Regions from separate parts of the Gossypium hirsutum genome. Here region 1 is linked to region 2. Evidence: chromatin contacts called from public Hi-C data. All regions are on one chromosome and are shown on one strand. The core of a region is the stretch at or near the end of the contact, and the rest is flanking DNA. Distances in the headings are between cores, read along the strand shown.

Region 1 (5,165 bases), core at 2,208-4,707, 43 kb after region 2:
TTAATTTTCGGGCTTTAAAACAGTCCAAAAACATAAACTTATTCTTCCATCATTTTTTAAGTAATCCTATATAGGATTGTAAATTTCAATTTCCATTTCCATTTTCGTTTTCGTTTTCGTTTTCGTTTCTGTTTCTGCAAACCTACATTCATTTACAAATGATTTCATTTCTCCATTTCGGAGAAAACCATAATCATTCCTAAATGTTTCTCATTTCTCTTTTTCTATTCATTTCGTTTATTTCTATTCAAACACGCAATCTAATTCTAGTTTCAATGAACTAGTGAAAAGATAGATTGGACATATGTAATTGAGGCTCAAATGATTTATACTTACATTCCACCTTTTCACCTATTAATTATAAATTTATTTAATCACAAATTCATTCCGCTATAGTATCGTGATTAAGCTTTGATATATCGTAATTCGGTGTAGCGGATTAAACTAGTTTTCACACTTTAGGAGCTTGAACATAAACATTTTAGTTAAGTTTTAATTACATTTCTGTAAATTTAGTTAAGTTTAATAAAATGTGTAATTTGAGTCTTTTATTGACCTGAGGGGCCGAATGAGGTCTAAAGGTGAGCTAATATACTTTATGAATGTGCAGAAGACCATTAGAAGACGTACTAACTCAATACTGGTCACTAGGTTGCAACATGGAGCATTGGGTGTTGTAACATAAAGAGCAGAATAGAAGAATTCCAGGACTGCCTTCACTATCGCGACATAGCCTGAGGATGTCGTGACATACCCTTGAAGACACCCTAAAGATGAGCATACTGCCCTCAATGTTGCGACACAAAACCTTGTGTGTCGCCACATCGCTTCTATATGGGAAATAGTTATGAGCCATAGGCGTTTTGGTCCGCACAATTAAATGTTAAGCACGAGGACGACAGCTGACCTAGGGTTAAAGACGACAACCACCCTAAAGTCTATAAATAGGCTCATTTAGAACATGTTATGGGCACCTTTGATATTATATAAATTTTCCCTTGAGATTTAGTTTTTCTCTTTCCTTAGGTTTTAGATTTTATTTTCGTTCTTGTTATTTACTTTTGTGGAGAAATTAGATTTGGGAAATACTATCGAACTCTGTGAATCCCTGCACTTAATTTCAATACAAATCTGGCTTCTTCTAAGATTATACCGTTTATTAGATCCATGAGGAACTAATCCACCTGTGGGGGATTAGCGAGTGGAGGTATGAATAATTAACTGTTTTGTAGGGAATTATTAACGAATCAGATGTTTAGGAAAGAATGAATCTAAACCCTAGGCCTGACAACCCTAGGAAGTCATCAAGGTGAGAATTAACCCAAAATTGGTATGGCCTATCCATGAACACCTTAACCCTGAACCGGTCTGGATTGTGAGGTTGGAAGATAAGTACTTCTTGCCAACTCAATATTTCAGTGGAAGATTGGAAGATCCTGTTAAGGTATTGACTAGTTGAGTGAACAAGAAAACCCGAGACAATAGTTGATTATGACTGCCCATGCCCAGATTGGATACATATTTGATTATTTGATTTCTCGTATTTTATTTATTTACTTTTTTTATTTCTTTTATTATTTTTTTAGTACAGTCTATCAAACATGTTCTATTAATTCTTCGTACTATAATTTAATTAAAGTAAAAAATTAGATCTATTTATGTTTAGATTAGAATTAATTTAGTGCTCGCCTCATTTAGGTACGATCCTCGAAGTACTTACCTACTCCGTTGTAACTATATTACAATCTGACCCGTATACTTGCAAATGTCGCTTTTCATATCTTTTGTGTAGGATTTCTACTTTGGACGTTGGTACGTCTGGAGGCGATCAAGCTCCCCCCAACGACATACCATTACGAAAGCAACTACTCAGTGCTCGTCCAATGACTTTGTCATAAGTGTGTTACCCTCATAGGATATCCTTGATCTCTTTAGAATAATATTCATTCTCCAAACTATTCAGTGCTCGTCCAATGACTTTGTCATAAGTGTGTTACCCTCATAGGATATCTTTGATCTCTTTGGTAATTGACTCATATTAGAATATATAATTTTTTTTTACTTTGAATTTGACGGTAATTGCTCTCGCATTGAATGTGACATCTTATAACTCTGACCCGACGATCGGTTCGAGCGAGGGATGTTACATTTTTTGCTTGCAATCCCTTTTCGCTTTTGCAGAATTGAGTATTATTGATCGAAGCCTTAATATAATTTCCTTATCAAGCTCCTTTTCATCTTCAACTTCTTTCACCATCTTACTTGACACCTTCGAACCTTGGCTTGGACACCAACTGTCACAGGGTTAGAACTTTAATTTGGCAAACCGCACGACCTTAGGCGATTCTTTTGCTTCAGATCCACCTAAGTCAGTATATCCCTCAAGAAGACTAGAATTCTTAAAGAAATTCTCTAAGACATCGAAATAAAGTGAAAGAAAACAATCAAGCAAAGAAGCAAAAAGCAAATAGAAAAGCTACAAGAAAACTAAGTACACCTAGTGTTTGAGTAAATGCACTTAAAAGTGTTATATTACTTTGAAGAAATACAACTAAGTGATTACAAATAAATAACCTATTTTGTAGCAGCTACCAGCCTCTCCGAAGCTAATACATATTATTGATATTATTAACATTAGATTCTGTTATATTTAGGATCTCAAATGAATAATTATTTGTATACAAAATATATATTGTTACTTGAATAAAAAAATTTCAACGTTGTCAACACAATCAAAATATCATCAGGGAGCTGAAAGTTTATTGTAGCTCAAATTCTTTTCAAATTAGTACTAATTAAAATGAGCTAAAGTTATAAGAAACTGGTGGATTTAAAATTTGGGGGATCGAAATTTTCCACTAACAACCCGTTGCTTTCTTTTATTAAAGGCAATTGGCATCAAACTATAAACTATGAACTTGTCTCAAGAATGAAGAAACTGGAATAATTAAAACAGTAATATAATGCAAGCATTGTTTGATATCTCTTGAAAGTAAAAATTATGTAGGCAGTTTCGAAGACTAATAAGAATCCCTTTATGAAAGTCTTAAAATGGAACAAGCAGCATGGAAATGGAAGAAGAGGGGATAGTTTATTATTCTACCCTGAATAAATGTGAATGCCAATAGCAATCACAAAGATAGTGACTAGCCCAAAGAATATGATGGTATGAACAAAAATGGAGATTGGACTCGTCTGGAAGTTAGCAAATTCCACTGCTCTTTTGTTTCCAGGCAGCTGAAACAGCAACCCTGGTGAACACAACACAAACAGCACCACTGCCACCACTACTGGCCCCCAATCTCCCGACATCCCTCTTCCTTTGTTTCCAGCACAATATCTCTTCTAGGACATATATGAGATGGGGTTGAGTGAACCTCTCAATAAAATAGTAGCCATTTAAAGACAAAGGGAGAAGAAAGAGAGAACCAAAAGACAAAGGAAAAGGTTCATAACCGGAAGAGGAACCTTGGGTACCACGTTATCTTGACAGTAACAAGCCTCAGGACGGCCTAATATGGCAATGGAATGGCCATGTGTGGACGGCTGTTGCTTGAATTAGCACACACTCCAAAGAAATAAAAATCATTGTATTGTTTTAACTTGTTTGATTTGTTTATTCAAGTACGTTCATGTTTATTGGTTCAAAACTAGGACAAATTTTTTTGTAACTTGTTAAAAACTAAGACAAGCGAATTCAAAGATTAACCTAGTAAAACAACCCAATAGAGGTCTTGAAAAGAGAGACCAACACCAAGACTCTCACTGGTGGGGGAGTAGCATCAGGGTCAGATTCAGCCAGTATAGATATGGATGTGGAGGGCCACAATCAAAACAGCATAGATGGCAAAGAAAAGAAGAGTGTGGATAGCAATGGCCTTGCCATTGGTTTTCATGCTCCCAAACTCCAGCTGCTTGCTGTTCCCTGGAAATGAAAACAAAAGCCCTGGTGATAGCAACACAAATAGCACCACCCCAATAAGAACTGGAGCCCAATCTGCCATTAAAAATAGTTCCTTGCCTCCAACTATACTAAGAAGAGCTTCAGAAATCAGTTATAAAAGTTCCCTTTTTTTCCAGAGGAGGAAAGTGAAATTACTAGATTGTTTCTGGGTAGGATTAGGAGGAAGATGGGATTATGGCCAGGGGGACTAAAAGATGAAACTTGAAAGAGACAGCTGGGGAGTGGGAACGTGTGATTGGGGCCTGGCTGTGTCGGGGATAGGTGCTTACTTGCCACAGCTAAGTGTCGACTCCTCGTGAATCTAATTGTAGCCATTAGATTTATATTTGTCAAGTTTTGATTAGCGGAAATGGGATTAGGATTAGGATTAGGATTAGGATTATGGATTAAGGGTAATAAAGGTTTGAATGTACTTAAACTTATGCCCTTCGATATTGGTTTTAAAGATGAAAGATTTTATTTTAATTACTTTTTTATATTTTGTTGATAAAGGCAACAACTTTACTTTTGATCATGGCATAACTTTTATATAAAGAAGTCTATAAAAGTTTAACAAAATTGCTAGATTTTTTTAATAAATTATTTAATTAGTCACTGAGCTTTTCACATACTTCTATTTTAGTCATCGAATTATGAAAATCTTCAATTTAATCACTAAATTATCTGAATTTATTTTTTTTAGCCACTTTGTCGTTAAGTTTGACACGGTTGGATGATGTGGTCATTATAAACTACATGAAAGGTCACTTAACCATGAGAGGGTTTTGTTTTGGTTACCCAACTATAAAAAATTTTCAATTTAGTCTATAAAGTTTTTGAAATTAGATTTCCTTTTTAGTCATCATGTTGCTAAGTTGATAATGGAAGTTATAAATAGCCTTTTTTATTGGTATAACAACAAATTTAACCCTTCAATATTTATACATTCTTTCAATTTAGTAACAATTCTAAAAAACCAAAAAATTTAGTACTCAATATTTACAAAATTTATCAATTTAATCCTAATTATAGGTCTTTTTTTATCTCTCTACCTTTCGTTTTATGCTCTTAGATGGTGTTATTCAGCGTAGGAAAACTCAAAGGATTCTAGTTGCCTATACCAGAAAAATCATAATTTGTTAGTAATTTTTTTAACACTTTAGATTAAACGATGCTTCTCCGGCATTGAAAAACTCAAAGATTTTTAGTTTTCGACACCAAA
Region 2 (5,142 bases), core at 287-2,786:
AAATATTGAATATATATTTTCTTGGAAATTTTACTAGGGGTAAAATCGTCGTAAATTTTTTGAGGGTAAAATTGGGATTAGAAAACTATTTAATTGAAAAATTAATGTTTATTTTGAAAAATAGAAAAATATGTATTGAGTTAGATTAAATTATAAAGTGTTGGATTAAAATTCTACAAAGCACATATAATTGAGTCCAATACAATGAAATGTCCGAATCCCCATCATAATACATATGAGGGGAAACACACCCTATTAGCCCCTCTCCCGCTCCTAGTTGGACTAGGAAGTTATTTTTCTATTTGAAATAAATCTCTACAATTCAACAAGGGTTTTACCTTCTCTCCCTATAAATAGATAGCACCGATAGAGCTATTTACACAACTTTAAAATATTGTTACTCCGCCAAAAAATAGATAGAATTTATTCTCAACTATTAAATATATTTTTCTAGAATAACAATTCTACCGATTTCTATTAAAGAAGAAAGAATTTTCATTTTCACCTTAAAAGGAAAAGAAAATTTTTTCTAGTTCTGTGTTTTGATTCAATTGGCTTGAGCCCACACTTGAAGTAGTTCGTGGTATAAGAGTAGCGGAGAAGATCGTTTGGTTGAAAGCCGGAAAACGTCAAAGATCCCCTTATTCGAAAACACAAGTATGATTTCGGTTTAAGGTTTATTGCTATAAATATCACAAACCATGTCGATTTTCAAAATTTTAATTTTTCGTTGTACAATAAAACCATTTTCAAATCGGATTTTATTTTCAACACTTCGGACATTGATATGTGGCTTCTTTGATATATGTGAGTAATATTGATGATGCATGATTTGTTAGTTCATACTTATGTGTTAAAATTGCATGGAACATGGCTAGGAAGTGCTAAAAAAAAAGGCTAAAACAGAATTCTGAAAATTTTGGCATGTTTAAAATGAACAAATGGTTCAAAAAGAACACATAAGATCCTTAAAAAAACTATGATATGCTGAAATGGTATGTTGAGTATTTGAGCCTATAAGTTAAAAACTTGTATGCTAGCATAAACATTTAATTGAAGTGTCAAAATATGTTTTTGAAAGTTATGGTATGTTTGAGCATGTTCTAAATGAGTGAGGTAGTGAATATGACTTGTTAGAAATATAAAATAGATTAAAACGCACGAAATGGTATGTTTGGGATCGACCAAAGTTAAAAATTGTAGGTACTGGGCATATAAAGGACAAGTTAGGAGATGGGTTTCGTTTTCCTACGTTCTCAAAGCAATGTGCTTATACTCTTATGAATGTTAAGGTTGTTGTCGAGCAATGTGAGCATCATAAAAACGTGCGAGCTCTTTGGATTAATAACCTATTTACTTTGAGCCACTTGTGGAGACTCTATTTTGATGAGTAAAGTACTTTATTTGGTTTAATTTATTATTTTAAATATCATGATAAGTTTAGTTTTAGAAAAACTTTTAAATTTCGATGTTATATACGATCCGTCGGTATTGTTGTTTTCTTGAGAGCTTTGCTCTTATTGGTTCACATCCCAAATGAGTTCCAACTGTAGGGACAACTTAGGGGCCAATATTCTTCATGTTGGGGACTAGTGCACCCATTTATGTGGGCCTTGAGAAATTTGTTTTGGACTTGTAACTCTTGATATTGCTGAACAATATAAATATGGGGATTCTTTACTAACAGGTGTTAACGGAGGGTTAGTAAGGGATCGTGCCCACGGCTTCAGTGAGCTAGCTAAGGGAATATAGATCACAATGGTTCATGGGAATCCACAAGGTTTTGTTCATTAGGGGGGTAGAGGAACATCTGATTGGTGCTACAGTTGGGTGTATTATGGTTTTTGTTAGGAATGATTCTTTGAGGGTAAAGATATGGTTTTTTACTCTGTTTTCGTATACAACACTGATTGTTGATACAAAGATTATGATCAGGGGTGTTTAGGATTATTGGATGCCGGGAGCATTCAATATGTTTGGCGAAGTCTAAGCAGAGTTTTTGTAATAGTAGGTTGTCTTGCGTTTTGGGTGAAGAGGATGAAATTTTATAATGAGTTTGAAGATTGTCGCGGGTCTCATCCAACAAAAATCCCATCGCCTGTATTTAAAGAGTTAAGTGGCATGCAGTCAGATCAAGGAGTGCTGAAATGGAGTTTATGTGATTTTGTAGAAAGGAGGCTTTGTTATTTATTTATAACAATCTGAAATTTAAAAAAAAAAGTATATATGTTGAGTACTTTAAAAGAAAATCAAGCATATTCATTGATATGATATGCATACTTGTATTTTCTTCTTACCTAAATCCAGGTAACATAGGTCCCAACTAAATCCATTGAACAATATATATAGCAGGGTCAAATCAACCTTTTGGTTGGTAGTTATCCTGTCAATATAAAGACCAAAGAGAACAAATCACCCGCATTTTCGTGGTGAGTTGTAAAAAGTTGATCTCAACCCTTTATTCCTTTAAGATCTACAATCTCCCTTTAATTAAGTAGGAAATGAAACACAAAAAAGCTGGAGAATATTTAATTCAACCACTCCAACATTCAATTTATCCATTATACTGATTGTCGTCAATCAATCTTACCTGATTGAATCCTTCGTCTAATGAATTTTGACTGACGAAAAATAACAATAAAATGCACTAAACACTAACAATATTCTTAGCAATTTGCATCAAAGAGATTTTACAAACATGATTACAGCAGTGCCATTCATTTCCACAAGCACCTTCATGTGTCAATATGCTATAAGTAATGCAAGATTGAGGCAGGCTCCTTATGATTAATCTGGGCTCTGATCAGGCACGTCGCCGCTTCTGAAAACAAAGGTTCGAATCGCAGTTTCTACTATCAGCAACAGCTAGAATCACAAGAGTTGAGACCCTGGAAAGTGATTGGAATATAAAGAAAGATATAGGTAAGAATCCATGCTATGCATTCCAATGTTAACATAACCAAATTGATGACATGATTGACCAAGTTTCAAGTGGTTTGGTGATAAACTGACTAACTCTGATATTGGCACGGCTCAATCAGATTAAAGGACTCAGCCAGTCACTGAGAGATTTGATCCGATTGAACCGTGCCAACATCAAATTTTCAACTATTTTATCAATAGAAAACAAAGAAGAGAAGTCCATCTGATAGCCTCCCAAGCAGCAAAGATCACAGCCTCGCCAGCCACAATTGATGAGACTGAAGCAAAAAAAGGAAAAACACAGATGAATAAAACACTAACATATGCAGTATTACATATTTTAGAATGTAGAATGGTTAGGATGTTCAAATCTATGCTTTATATATAGGGATAAAAAAGTGGGATTATTAATTGTAAAGAAATTTCATAATTTGATTCAAATAGTAATTGATGCACAGAGAAGTTTTCATTGCTTCTATTGCACCTAATTTGTTAAAAGAAATGCCTAAAGAACGTGGGTGGGAGGACCCTCATTTTATATTAATTTGCTTTCTAATCATCGTCATCAAAGCATCATCATTGCTGATCGGTGATCATCTTGGTAAGTAGGATCAAAAGCTATTGCACCTTGCAATTTTCTGGCAGAAAATTTAGCCTTCTCTTTTCGATATCAACCATACCTATTTTCACTTCTAAGATCTCTCATATATATAAACTGAAGCAATAAATACCCAAGGCAAATTCTTAGGACATTGGCCTATATATGTGCGATAATTCATACAGGAAATTGAACTTAAGCATTGCCAAGAAGCGTAAATAAATAAATAAAAAAAGAATGAAAAGAAAAGGGTAGCTTATCAATGAACTAAGCTGCTTTTGTTTGGTAAAAAGATATGGAAAAAGCCATTGGTTCACCAATTAAACGTCAGCTTGACACAGAATCTAACCTAACTAATTTGTCTGGTATTCCTTTATAGATTTGCTGTAATTCGGATTCTTGGTTAAAAATTAGATGGAAATATGTGATGAATAAAAGAAGATGGAAGCCTTTAAAGCTGCCTTTTGCAAGAAAACCTGCATGCTAGAGACAAGCTAAACACATGATATTCATGTTCTGCTCTTTTTTCTGATATATGCATATGGAATGAATAAATCCATGGGTTGTTTTTCCGTTTTCTTTTTCCTTCTTTTGACCTATCCTAATGGTAAATTTTTTCATCTCAAATTCAAATGATTTGAAAGAGTAAGGGCACTCCTTTGGCTCAGTTTTTGCCTCTCACGTTTTGAGTCAATTTTTCATTTCAATCTCATTTGGCTGACATCGGTCAGTTCAATGGGATACCATAATCACTTATTCCCCCAATTTTATCATTTTAACTTTCTATTTACATTTCCATTTTTTTAACACTTCAAAATAGATGAAAAAAAGTTAATCAACAAACATATTTAAAAATTAAAAATTATTAAAAAGTAGAAAAATTATCTAAAAATATTTTTAAAATTTAACAAAATTAATTAATTATTAATGTGTCATACACGTGAATTGTCATGTTAGTAATGTTAACAAATATTAACTTTTTCATCTATTTTGAACAATTTAACAAAGAATACAACTTCAAAAATTAAAAAAGACGAATATTTAAATAGAAAGCTAAAATAAATTTTTTTTTAAAAACAAACAAGAATAAATAAATTATTATAACTATTTCAAATCTCGCTAAAGGTTTGGCTAGAGTCCAAATAAACCATAAAGTTTCTTTTATTTGACAAAAGTACCCATGGATATTATCTATAATTTTTTAATCCTTTAAAGTTAAAATAATACTTCACATTATTATAAAGAACTGAATTAAATATAAAAAATAATTAAAAATATTTATCATTTAATATAATAAATAATTTTCGATTGAACTTTAACTCGATTAACATTAATATTTGTTACAAGTGCAGTAGGATTGGGTTTGAGCACATTAAAGCATGTGTATCCTCCTATTAAATGTTGAGAATGAGTTATAGGTAGTTTTAGGCCTTGTATAAAAATATGTAATAAATAAATTTAAAATGATTATATAATTAATTAAAATATTTATATATAATATGATACATATTATTATTTTATTAATTAAACTTACAAATCCATTTATTTTTAATAATTTCGTAAAAATAAAAAAATTTAAAATTTTGTACTATATATTATTTCTAATCTAGAGTCTTAAATAG

What was found. A called contact is a pair of places that touch in the nucleus more often than the background predicts.
Region 1: a Hi-C map of hypocotyl shows a contact between it and region 2, with 2.4 times the contacts expected there. The contact joins the promoter of LOC107899729 here to the enhancer-like site in region 2. A contact is called at or near these places in 4 of 34 Hi-C or Micro-C datasets (fibers, hypocotyl, leaf and 1 more).

What each region holds. Positions count from the first base shown.
Region 1 is chrD04:16,025,538-16,030,702 of Gossypium_hirsutum_v2.1, forward strand. It overlaps LOC107899729, which reads right to left and starts at 3,458. Exons shown (of 1, transcript XM_041092062.1): 1 at 2,042-3,458. The coding sequence starts at 3,312. The coding sequence ends at 3,100.
Region 2 is chrD04:15,983,990-15,989,131 of Gossypium_hirsutum_v2.1, forward strand. No RefSeq gene overlaps it. Among protein-coding and RNA genes, the nearest start is that of LOC121216394, 9.8 kb to the left of the region's middle. Within about 2 kb of position 1,537, at least 2 of the 9 cell types and tissues checked have an H3K27ac peak or open chromatin away from gene starts, as enhancers often do. A contact at or near this core is called in fibers and hypocotyl, where this site is marked.